Linked DNA regions of Mus musculus: region 1 is linked to region 2. Evidence: chromatin contacts called from public promoter capture Hi-C data. All regions are on one chromosome and are shown on one strand. Each heading gives the region's core, a stretch centred on a gene start, on an enhancer-like site or on the middle of the called end of the contact. The rest is flanking DNA. Distances are from core to core; before and after follow the strand shown. Region 1 holds the start of Ccnh (cyclin H). Region 2 has its middle 48 kb from the start of Gm34196.

Region 1 (6,659 bases), core at 1,475-3,974, 240 kb before region 2:
AGGGAAATGCAAATCAAAAAGATTCTGAGATTCCTTCTTACACCCATTAGAATGACTAAGATCAAAAACTGAGCCGGGCAGTGGTGGTGCACACCTTTAATCCCAACACTTGGGAGGCAGAGGCAGGCCGATTTCTGAGTTCGAGGTCAGCCTGGTCTACAAAGTGAGTTCTAAGACGGCCACAGCTATACAGAGAAACCCTGTCTCGCCAAAAAACAAAACCAAACAAACAAACAAACAAAACTGAAGTGACAGTCACCAGCCACATACTGGTGATGATGTGGAGCAAAGGGAACACTCCTCCTTTGCTGGTGAGAGTGCAAACTTGTACAAACACTTTGGATATCAGTTTGGCAGATTTTCAGAAAATCAGGATTAGTTCTACCTTAAGACCCAGCAATACCACTTCCCGGCATATACCCAAAGGATGCACCACTATACCACAGGGACACTTGCTCAACTGTGTTCACAGCAGCTTTATTCATAATAGCCAGAAACTGGAAGCAACCTCAAGTGAAAGGCCAACCAATGACTGGCTCAATTTGAGACCCATTCCATGGGAAAGAGCCAACCCGACACTATTACTGATACTCTGCTGTTCTTGCAGATAGGAACCTAGCATAACTGTCTCCTGAGAGGCCTCATCTAGCAACAGATGGAAACAGCTGCAGAGACCCAGAGCCAGACATCAAGAAGAGCTTGGGGAGTTTTATGGAAGAGTGGTGGAATTGAGCAGGCCAGAGTTGTAAAGGACTCCATAGGAGGGTCTACGGAGCCAACTAATCTGGGCCCATGGGGCTCACAGAGACTGAACCACCAAAGAGGGCTGGATCTAGCTCCCCAACCCTCCACATTTGTACCACATGTGCAGCTTGGTCTTCATATGGGTCCCCTAACATCTGGAACAGGGGCTGTCTCTGACTCTGTTGCTTGCCATTGGATCCCCTTTCCCAACCAGAATGACTTGTTGGGCCTCAGTGGTAGAGATGCTTAGTCCTTCTGGGGCTAGATGTCACAAGGCAGGGTGGTACCCAAAGGAGGAGGGGCTTCCCCTTCTCTGAGAAGGGAAGGGAGTATTGGTCAGAAGAATTTGCAAACGGCAGGAATGAGAAGAGGTGGTGTGCTATTGGGATATAATGTGAAAAAAAAATTATGGAGGAAAAAGAAGGGAAAAGTCTAGTTCAATTCTCTCAAGCCAGCTAACAAGCATATTCTTCTCTCCCATCACTTACCACAACAGACCGTGGCATAGCTGGTTTAAACACTGAACAGAATTCCAATAATCTTTTTTCATAGTACTTGCAAAGTGTCAATTCTTCATGAGGCTCCAGAAACACTGGATCATTTGGAAGAACCTTTAGACAGAGCAGACATTTCAATGTAAGGTCAGTGAATTCATTGTAAGACCGTCTTATCTGTCCTGCTTAAATTGGACTTATACCACCAACAAAAAATAGACCTGAAGCTTTCTCTCTTTGTTAAGTTTACTAAGCATCAAGCAAAATATCTAGGAGAAGAATAAGCAAAAATCAATAAACTGAATCTAGGCTTTCATTTTACAAGTTCTCAAACTGTCAGCTGGACATTTTTAAACAGTCATGACAGAGTATGTGTCAATTCACTCCCAGGTTTGATACCATTATTTGTAAATTAAAAAAAAAATACATATTTTCATGGGTTGGAACTCTCCCAAAGTAGCTTTTGCAGTAAATCCATATGTCACCAAAATTAAAATAACTCAGTTCATTGTCTACCTGTTTTGTTGGTACAAATTTTATTTGCCTGAAATTTGTAGAAGCTACTATAAAGTTATCCAGGGCCGTACACAGAAATGAATGGGAGAGTTGTAGGAAGACCTGGATAGAGGCCCATAGAACACGCATTACTTGTGTCAACTATTTTCTTTCCTTGTACAACCTTCTGTGTGAAGGTTGTTTCTGGAAAGCAGATCCAACAAGCCATCATCCCCCCATTTCAAGTCTTTGAAAAGTTCCTTTCAGTTTTGGCAAGAATTTCAACCGCCTTACACTTCCGCTTACAAAGTTGCTTGTGCACGTTCTTCAACCACTGCTGCAGAGGTACAGCTTCATCCATGAGTGACCACCAGCACTCCAGGCACTTGCCTGCCAGTCTGACTTTCCACTAGACACCAGCCTATGTGTGTGCCCTCCCTCCTGCCATCTACAGAGAATGATTTGTCGTGACATCCTGCAGGACAAGTGACCAGTTCGAGTCCCGCACTAAGTCCGCACTCTTCCAAGGCTCTTGCCAGTCCCCAGGATGTCACTCAGACCTCTGCCACCGCCAGCCCCGGACTTGGCTGTCGCGTCAGTCCCTGTCTGCACTGACACAGCCAGGCGAGCGCTCTACAGGCTTCCAGCCTGCAGGCAAAGCGGGACTTCAGGAGAGGTCCCAGGTTTAGGGTGGGCACAGGGGCTGGCTCGCGGGGACCTCACCTTCCCGTTAGCCACAGCTTTGCACTTGAATTTGCGGTTGGCGTCCGCCCGCAGGCGCGCCAGCTGCTCCTCGCTAGCGAAGGTCCAGTGCCGTTTCTGGCTGCTGCTGTGATACATGCTGTAGCCCTCACGGGCCGCAGGGCCGCGACAAAAACAGCGACACTCCGAGAGACAGCGACCACGAGCGACGGCCAACGCGCGAACCCCCGCCCCCGCCCAGACCGCGGACGCGTGCGTGACGTCCCGGTCACGTGCCAGCGTCTGCTCTGGAGTTTCCGGAGCCGGTGGGAGGTGTTCCGCAACGAGGGAGGGCGGAGCCTCGGGGCTCCCAGGCTTTGGGGAGGAGTCTGAAGGGCGTGACCCAGGAGGGTCAGAAAGTGGGCGTGGCCGCAGGGATCCAGGTTCCAGAGGACGCCTGGGCACAAAGAACCATAAGCCTTCATTTCTTTATTTTTTATTTTTATTTTATGCCCATTGGTGTTTTGCCTGAATGTATATCTGTGTGACAGCTTCAGATCCCTTGGAATGGGAGTTTCAGACAGTTATGAACTGCCCTGTGGGTGCTGGGAATTGAACCCAGTTCATATGGATGACACAGTCAGTGCTCTTAACCACACATACACACACACACACACATATATATGTATGTATGTATATATATGGATGGTGACGTGGTTATAGGTAAAAGTGGGAGGTGAGCACAATGGATTCTGGGAATATGGTGGCTATTGTCTTGGCAACAGGTCTGTGGGTCTCGCCTACATGATGTCACGAGTTTCAGAGGTCCTGATACCAACAGGGAGAGCACAAAGCAATCCCCCCACTGCCATAATTTGTGCAGTAGAGTTTCCTCTCATTTTTCCTGCCTTTCTCAGCTCCTTATTGTCTCATTATATACTAGAAATCCATATTTAGTTCATGGTGGTTTCAAATTTATGATCCTCCTGCCTAAGCCTCTCAAATTCTGGAAACACAGCCATGCATCAATGCCCTCTTTACATAATCTTTAGGCCACATTTTGCTGCATCTAATTGGAGATTATTCAAACAAAATGCATTCTAGTCTTCCTAGAAAAGGAACAAGTAAATTAACAGCTCAATGACAAAGATACTACTGTTTCATTGGACACCACCAAGACATAAATTATTAACTGGAAATTTTTCAGTGCTTTTTAAAAAAATAAACACAAATGTCTTTGTACAGCAGTTCTTAAACTGTGCTATGTACTATTTGTAGACAGACTAAGTTTTTTGAGCACCAATATAACTTGTAATCCAAGAGTTGTAATCAAAGATCTGGCTTTACAGAGCATTTATTGCCTCTTGGTCTTCAAAGAAAGGTTTTATGTACTTCACTAAAGTTACCTGCAAGACCGTCCTCTGCCACATATGAGGCCAGCACCGTGGGTCAATCAATGTGTACTCTTTAGTTGGTGGTCCAGTCCCCAGGAGCTCCAGGAGGTCTGGCCTGTTGACACTTGCTCCCTCCATGGGGCTGCAACCCCCCATCAGCTCCTTCAGTCCTTTCTCCAACTCCTCCACAGGGGACCCCTGAGCTAAGTCCAGTGGTTGGCTGCAAGCATCTGCCTCTGGAAGAGCATCTCAGGAGACAGCCATATCAGGCTTTCATCAGCAAGCACTTCCCAGCACTCACAATAGGGGCTGGGTTTGCTGGCTGTATATGTGATGTATCCCCAAGTCAGTCAGTCTCTATCTCGATGGCATTCCCTTCAGTCTTTCTCCACACTTTGTCTACATATTTCCTTCTGTGAGTAATTTGTTCACCCTTCTAAGAAGCACTGAAGCATCCACATTTTGGTCTTCCTTCTTCTTAGGCTTCCTATGGTCTGTGAAATGAATCTTGGTTATTCTAAACTTTTGGGCTAATATACACTTATCAGTGAGTACATACCTTGTATGTTCTTTTGTGACTGAGTTACCTCACTCAGGATGATATTTTCAAGTTCTATCCATTTGCCTAAGAATTTCATGAACTCATCGTTTTTAGTATCTGAGTAGTACTCCATTGTGTAAATGTACCACATTTTCCATATTCATTCCTCTGTTGAGGGACATCTGGGTTGTCACAATGTAGGGGAATGTGAGGATGAGAAGACAGGAGTGGGTGGGTGGGTGGGTGGGTAGAAGAGCACCTTTATAGAGACAGGAGAAGGGGGGGATGTGATAGGTGGGTTCCGAATGGGGAGACCTGGAAAGGGGAAAACATTTGAAATGCAAATAATGAAAAAAAGATATCTGCAAGAGCACACATAGTGCTGGGAATTCTTTTCTTGCTTTGGGGAAATTTTCCCATTTCTTAAAGTTTTATCCTAGAAACCCTAGGACAAGGAGAAAATTAAAAGAATTCAAGATTGTGTTTTCTCAACAGGAAAGGAAGAAAAGGGGACCAGAAGAATAAGGGATCAATTTTACTTATATAACTTGGAGTAATTTTTGCATGTCGGTGTGTGTATGGTATATGTGTGCATGTATGTATGCATGTATACATGTGTCACATGCATGTAAAAGTCCAAAGTTGATGTTAGGTATCTTCTTCAATCTTTCTCCATTGTATTAATTGAAGCATCACCTTTCAATGAAACCAAAGTTCCGCATTTCCTGCTAGGCTGACTACATACTCCCCATCTCTGCATTAAGAGTGTTGGGCAAGGTTACAGGTGGCTAACAAGCATACTAGTTTTCACTTGAGTTTTGTGTATCCTAACTCTGGTCCTCACAGTTGAAAGACAAATGCTTAATCCACTGGGCCAACCTCTTATCTCCAATTTAGAGTATTTTAAGTTGAATCTTGATTACATTTTCTTAACTTACCACCTTTATTTCATCAACACAAAGTTTCTGATTTTGGTGACACACAATAAAGGAAGTTAAAGAAAAATAAATAAACAAAGCCAGGAATGGTGGTGAATGTCTAAGGAATCTGTGTTCAAGGTCAGCCTGGAACAAAGCAAGTCCCAGATCCAGGCTTGGTAGTACACACCTTTAATCTGGGCTACACCTTCTGCTATGTAAGGACATTGGAAGAAAGCAGGAGGATCAAGAGTTAAAGGCCATGATATAATGAGTTTAGGTCAGTCATGACACTCCTATCTAAATCTTAGTTTTTAAAAGAAAGTGAATTACATTTAAGCTCACAGAAATAATATGTACTTTAAAGTTTGATGTGATTCTATATTCCTTTAGCTACTGATTTGGTTTCTAACATTTTTTAATATAGACCTACAAATTATATTGTGAAACCAATAAATCCATTACAATTTTATTTTTCTACCATACAATTAACATTGATTCTAAAATCCTTTTCTACTTTTACCCCCAATATTTTTCAATTTTTTTATTGGATATTTCCTTCATTTACATTTCAAGTGCTATCCCAAAAGTCCCCTATACCCTCCCCCACCCTGCTCCCCTACCCACACACTCCTGCTTCTTGGCCCTGGCATTACCCTGTACTGGGGCATATAAAGTTTGCAAGACCAAGGGGCCTTTCTTCCCAATGCTGGCAGACTAGGCCATCTTCTGCTACATATGCAGCTAGAGACATGAGCTCTGGGGGGGGTACTGGTTAGTTCATATTGTTGTTCCACCTATTGGGGTACAGACCCCTTCAGCTCCTTGGGTACTTTCTCTAGCTCCTCCATTGTTACCCCCAATATTTTAAGTTACCACTAAGAAAAAACAAGGAGATGTCTATAGCTAATACTTTCTCCAAAATACATCAAAATAAATGGAAAAGAAAGAAAAGAGGTAAAGAAATTATCTTTGATCTAAAGGGGCCTAAGTAGCACAGTCTATGAGGCCTACTACTCAGAAGGCTGAACCAGGAGGACAAAACTTCAGGTCAGCCTGGGTAATTTCATACGATTCTACATCAAAATAAGTGAAAGGGGGGCTGAAAATGGAGCACATATGGCTGTATGAGGGGCAGACCACTTACTTGACCAACCCAGAAAATACGGGGTTCAGACTCCACGACTATAATAAAATATGGTAATTAATAAAAAATAAATGGAAGTATCTTTCATTTTGTATGATAGCCCAAAACTGTTACCCTTTTTTTTTTTTTTTTTTGACTATTTAAAATGAAGGGTAAACCTTGCCACCACATCTTCATTTCAAGAGGTCGTTAGGCCTAACTTATTATGATGTTTGGTGTCTGTAACCCTGTCTAATTTGCCCACCA
Region 2 (6,667 bases), core at 3,329-5,828:
GCGTGTCCAATGGGCCTCTCTTTCCAGTGATGGCCGACTAGGCCATCTTTTGATACATATGCAGCTAGAGTCAAGAGCTCCGGGGTACTGGTTAGTTCATAATGTTGTTCCACCTATAGGGTTGCAGATCCCTTTAGCTCCTTGGGTACTTTCTCTAGCTCCTCCATTGGGAGCCCTGTGATCCATCCATTAGCTGACTGTGAGCATCCACTTCTGTGTTTGCTAGGCCCCAGCATAGTCTCACAAGAGACAGCTACATCTGGATCCTTTCGATATAATCTTGCTAGTATATGCAATGGTGTCAGCGTTTGGATGCTGATTATGGGGTGGATCCCTGGATATGGCAGTCTCTACATGGTCCATCCTTTCATCTCAGCTCCAAACTTTGTCTTTGTAACTCCTTCCATGGGTGTTTTGTTCCCAATTCTAAGGAGGGGCATAGTGTCCACACTTCAGTCTTCATTCTTCTTGAGTTTCATGTGTTTAGCAAATTGTATCTTATATCTTGGGTATCCTAGGTTTGGGGCTAATATCCACTTATCAGTGAGTACATATTGTGTGAGTTCCTTTGTGAATGTGTTACCTCACTCAGGATGATGCCCTCCAGGTCCATCCATTTGGCTAGGAATTTCATAAATTCATTCTTTTTAATAGCTGAGTAGTACTCCATTGTGTAGATGTACCACATTTTCTGTATCCATTCCTCTGTTGAGGGGCATCTGGGTTCTTTCCAGCTTCTGGCTATTATAAATAAGGCTGCTATGAACATAGTGGAGCATGTGTCCTTCTTACCAGTTGGGGCATCTTCTGGATATATGCCCAGGAGAGGTATTGCTGGATCCTCCGGTAGTACTATGTCCAATTTTCTGAGGAACCCCCAGACTGATTTCCAGAGTGGTTGTACAAGCCTGCAATCCCACCAACAATGGAGGAGTGTTCCTCTTTCTCCACATCCACGCCAGCATCTGCTGTCACCTGAATTTTTGATCTTAGCCATTCTGACTGGTGTGAGGTGGAATCTCAGGGTTGTTTTGATTTGCATTTCCCTGATGATTAAGGATGTTGAACATTTTTTCAGGTGCTTCTCCACCATTCGGTATTCCTCAGGTGAGAATTCTTTGTTCAGTTCTGAGCCCCATTTTTTAATGGGGTTATTTGATTTTCCACAGAAAAGTTTTTAAACTCCGGAAAACCTTTTATCATTTTATCTAAGTCTGATTCAATCCAAATGATACTGTGTGTTCTTCACTTGATTTGCTTCAACTTTTCTCAGGTCCCATATAATTTAAATCCTATCTGATGTTTATGATGGTAATGAATATATAAACTGTCTGGAAGCATGGATGTTTTGTATTCATTTAAAAATGGACATTGTATAATAGTTAAACACCAAATAATGTGTTACTTGTTCTGAAATATTTATTAAAATATATTGATCATCTCATTAATCAAAGTATTTATTTCTTCATGTAAAACTCATTTTTATTTTTAAATAGAAAAGATAAGGATAAAGAGGGGCAAGCATATAGACAAGTGTTAACATGAAATGTTCAAGTCAACTGAGTTTTTAACTAACAAGTAACTGAAAAGTTCTATAGGTAATCTCCTATATACTATTAAAAATATATTTCTGTCAGTCAGTACATTTGTTTTTGAAAAATCAGAAAATGTCAATCAGAAAATGTCACATTAACACTAATGTATAAAACAACATTACCATATAAACTTTCAAAACTGGCAATTTTGTTGGGACAGCTTTGGCCTTGAGGTAATTACATGCAATAGCATAATAGTTACCCCAAACCCCAGTGCATCCTTGAGTGTTCCTTTTGAAGAGAAGCCAGAGTCTATTTTTAGGTGATGGTGTTATGGATCTCCATATCAGTTCAATCAACACAAAGCTCCTGTTCTACCAATCCATAATTTATTGTGTAGTTTAGAAAAATGCAGTGGATCATAATTTAAAGAACAAAATTTATTTCTTTTATCTCTTAATTGGACTATTTTGTTCTTTTTATATAATTTAAGATAATATGTTTTTTGTGGAGTAGGTTTGGCTGATAATAGTCGACTAATCGGCATCATCTTCCACAGTGCAGAGCCTAGCAGACAGTAGACTACTTGACATAGCTCGACAGTGATGAGCTATGGAGAATGAGAAGAGACATTTAGATATTTAACAGCATGTATCTATTCAGCAATGCCCTGGAAGACTAGCCTATTGAAAATAAACAGTTACTTTGCTGAGCAATGTCACAAATCACATGAAAGTTTTCAGTAGGATGGTAGGTATAGAAGATAAGGAACTGTAAAATACTAAGTGCTTGATAGACTTACAAACCATAAGTAGGTTAGCATAGCATAGTGCAGTACAGTGTAGTACAGTACAGTGAAGTATAACTTTCAGCCACAATTTCCCTGCCTAAATTCACCTTAGTTGGAATGCAAATTATTTTTGCAGCTGGTAAACAAAGCACATTGTGGGTCTTTGTGGAGGAACCATCCTTATACTGCAGCCAGATTCATTTTTCAGTAGAAATTCATAGATTATATTTTAGCATTCATGCTTTCTGTCTGCCTCTCAGTTTCTTTCATCGATGCTGCATGCAATAATGAACACGGTGATAGATGGTAGACGAGGACAAATGTTGATCGCACCATTTCATATCTTAAGGTCTTCCTATTTTAGCTATCTTTTCTAGAAAGGACAGACTATAGTAACCATAGACCACTTGAGCACTAGGGACTGCTACTTTGAGATCTGAGTTTGTTCCTTTAGTTTTCCTAAGGTAATCCATTTCCATATCCTCATATATCTCCTTGGAAACCTTGGCATATTTGTGATCTTCAGTCTCAAAAACCCAAGGGAAAGAATTCTAATTCTAATCGAACTGAGAGAGCTCATCTTCTTATATAGAAAGAAGAGTGGATTGCAACACAATATGAACAAACCTGTGAAGAAAGAAAGGCTGGGAGCTGTAAGGACAGCCTCTGGGGGCTCTTTGCAAACTCAGTGATCTTAATTACTGATGGAAGCAGCAACAAATACTTCAAAGGGGAGTTATTTTTTCAGTTAAAAAAAAACTTAATTTTTCCCCCTCTGTCCTTACTTTATCTTCCCTCCCCTGCTTTGTTAGTGATAAAGAACAGTTCCCACTATCAAATTGTAAAGTGTATCTTAAAAGGAATCTATTCATTGCAGATTTTTTTTTTTTAGTTTTTTAGGGTTTTTTATTTTAAGAACAGACAATTCCTAGACCATAAAACTGCATTTTAAAACTTAAGTTATATGGGAAATAGCCTATAGATAATAAAGAATTCTCACTTATGAAGATGGCTCTATTTTTCCATTGAAGAAATTTCAGTTTTGAAAAAAAATGTTTCCAAGTGATATGCAGCTGTTTTCCACCAATGTGAATTCATGTTGTAGCCAGACACATCCATGCACAGCTGACTTCTGCAACTTAAAACAGGTGTGCCACACAAACGTCATGTCACTTTCCAAACTTGTGTTTTCTGTTTCTCACAGGCTCTTTGAAGTGCCATTACTGACTTTTGGATACCACTATAGAAGTGTAATAGTACCGATTTCAGGACATACTTTTTTTTTTCTTAATAGGCCAGATCTATTTTAATGTGTGGTGTGTATTATGTGTACATATATGTACATGCCTCAGCAAGCATGTGAAACTCTTAGTATCCAGCACTTTTGCTTTTCGCTTTTCTTTCTTTGTATTTATTATTTTTACAGCTATCACTTGTTATCACTCAACTTACAGATTATTAAAGTTCTGCATTGTCATTTTGCTGTGCACTGATTCAAATGACAACACTGTTAAAACTAAACAAGCTTTTGAATTGTCCTGATATTTGATAGAAACCCACAGCCAGGTATTCTTCTGCACTTACATTGTGATCCAGAAAACAGGTGGCTGTGTATGTACAGAACCACACCTGGTCAAGCACACAGACAGCTCCAGCCCTGGGCTACACAGGTTTATTACTCCTTTGGATTGGCAGGGTAAATCATTTACACATGATCATGAAGTGCACTGAGTGCACTGTTCTCCCACTTACTGTGTGTTCACTGTAAGATGAAAGTAATGACTGTTTATCTGGAGAAGAAAAATCTATATTTATTTTATTATTAGGTGCTTGACTGATGATCACCAGGCAAAAAACACGTCTTTTAAAAGTTTAATTTTTCAGTTTTTCTAGCCTTTTACTTCTCTTTTGCTTCTAGATAATTTAAATTTTCAAAGGCTAGTAAAACAGCAAGAACACCTAGTAGGTATGAGTCTAATAACTACTGTGACAAGTGAATAGCAACAGTGAGAAACTCTGGTCCTTAAAGCTGACCCTCTGTTCAGCCTGCATATCACCCAGAACAGCTAAATATTTCCATGCAAAAATGTAGTTGTTACATCTTTCTTCCTTTCCCCCCCCATAATTATGTAACAGATTTTCAGCTGTATTTAGACTTTTAAAAAAACTATATTTTAGATGGTAGGTGCTTTAATCTGCCAAATATTGAAGTATGGGTGGATATTTCTCTCCCTTTTGCTCTGTGCCACCAAATGCCTGAGGCATCTGTTGACGAACAGTGGGAAGGATATCTAGAAGAGACAAGTCTATGTGCATCGATGCCAGATGGAAGTCAGTCTTTGTAAATGGTTCACAGGCTATTGCTGTGTGTACACACACAAGTGTTTTATTTAGGGAAAATGCTCCTGTGTATGTATAATTACAAACTTTCAAATTGATTGTTGATATTTTAATATTTATGTCATTTGGATCAAGCAACTAATATACATATTTAATATAGTATAGCATAGTATAGCATCTTATTTTGACAAAAAGATGTTATAATCAGAACTAAACACACTGTAGATGATGACATGAGAGTAAGGATTTTAGACACATATGTGTGTATAAATATGTGTGTGTGTGACTTTCAGTTTTAATTCTTATCATTTATTGATACCAAGCTGTCAACTTGGCTTATTTCCTTCTTGTCCACTTGTATCACTATTGCCCTTATATATTCCACTGTGTCTTTAACAGAATGGAAAACAATAGCTTTGCTCTTAAAGCTCATATAGTCTAGATGTGGGGTTTTACACTGGGTTCCCAGCATGTGGAAGACAAATAGGAGAGTCAGAACATCAAAGGCATCCTTGGGTACATAGTAAATTTGACACAAGCTTGGCTACATGAGATCCTGCCTCAAAGAACCAAAATATAATTTTTAAATGACCTTAAAATCAAAATTACATAAGAAGTGAAACAAGAGTCTGAAATGTAAGATACTTGCTGCTTATTAGAAGAAAAATTGATAGAAAAGTGGAAGGCAAATAAACTCTTTTTCCCCAAGTTTCTTTGTCATGGTGTTTCACCTCACCAATAAAAACCCTAAGACACTAGAACATGTAGAAGGTGGCCAAAAGAGCATTAGATAACGAGAGAGGGGGAATGCAGACAGAAAGACACATGTTGTGAAAGATGTCCTAAAGCTAATTGGCTATTTTTCTGGTTTCAACTCTGTTGTCCCCCCCCCCCTTTTTTTGGTTTGTTTTGTTGTTTTTTTTTTTTTTTTTTTTGTGATGCGTGAGTACATACATATGTAGTTGATAGTGAAAGCATAGAACCTACAAGAGCTCCTTGGCGTTAGAGGGCTATGCTAACTATAATTCACTGCAACACATAGAATTTGGGACTGGATAAGTTTACAGAGGAGCTAGAGAGAGTAACCAAGGAACTGAGGGGATCTGCAACCCTATGGGTGGAACGACAATATGAACTAACCAGTACCCCCTGGAGCTCGTGTCTCTAGCTGCATATGTATCAGAAGATGGCCTAGTAGGCCATCAGTGGAAAGAGAGGCCCATTGGCCAAGCAGACTTTATATGCCTCAGTGCAGGGGAACGCCAGGGCCGGGAAGTGGGAGTGAGTGGGTGGGGGAGTGGGTGGCGAGGGTGTGGGGGACTTTTGGGATAGCACTGGAGATGTGAATGAAGAAAGTACCTAATTAAAAAAAATATTAAAAAAAATAAAAAAGAACACAGACAACCAGTGTACTTTCCACTCAAAATATTTTGACCTTGAAAAAAAATAGGCTTTATTGTTTAGACTCAAGGTTCTAATACTTTGAACAATTTTGTGCTAATACATTTTATGTATAATTTTCACTGTTGCTGTCTTCAGACACACCAGAAGAGGACATCTGATCCTATTACAGATGGTTGTGAACCACCATGTGGTTGCTGGGAGTTGAACTCAGGACCTCTGGAAGAGCCATGTCTCCAGCCCCATACATTTTAAAATTTAGAGCAAACAAACCATTTTCTGGGACAGCTTAGGTACCAAGTAAGACTCTGTGTCAAGGGAGCAAAATAAGCCTCTTATAGAAATAAATTGGAGCTTTTGATAAGTCAAAATTCCACTTGTTAAAAAATTTTTTGGCAAGTTCTTGTTATCAATAACCCACTAAATCTGACTAGTGCTGCTGAATGGGTCCATGGGTCTGTGGGTACCCGTGGGGGCGTGAGTAACCTGCCAGTAGCCATATTCCAAAGAATGAAAAATGACAAGACAGCATGAAGTCGGGAGGGTGATGGAATGGAGGCACTACAGGTAGTTAGTTGATCACAGGAGGTAGTGATGGATG

Evidence for each region. Promoter capture Hi-C pulls out the DNA fragments that hold promoters and counts their contacts.
Region 1: a contact with region 2 is called in a promoter capture Hi-C map of hippocampal neurons, with 4 times the contacts expected there. The contact joins the promoter of Ccnh here to the enhancer-like site in region 2. A contact is called at or near these places in 6 of 39 promoter capture datasets (the C10 cell line, embryonic stem cells, hippocampal neurons and 1 more), 1 of 484 Hi-C or Micro-C datasets (embryonic stem cells) and 3 of 115 datasets of contacts at active chromatin or transcription factors (astrocytes, embryonic stem cells and stem cell-derived neural progenitor cells).

Annotation. Positions count from the first base shown.
Region 1 is chr13:85,185,450-85,192,108 of GRCm38.p6, reverse strand. It overlaps Ccnh (cyclin H), which reads right to left and starts at 2,724. Exons shown (of 9, transcript NM_023243.6): 1 at 2,457-2,724; 2 at 1,233-1,355. The coding sequence starts at 2,573.
Region 2 is chr13:84,951,297-84,957,963 of GRCm38.p6, reverse strand. No RefSeq gene overlaps it. Among named protein-coding and RNA genes, the nearest start is that of Gm34196, 48 kb to the right of the region's middle. Within about 2 kb of position 4,578, at least 8 of the 459 cell types and tissues checked have an H3K27ac peak or open chromatin away from gene starts, as enhancers often do. A contact at or near this core is called in hippocampal neurons, where this site is marked.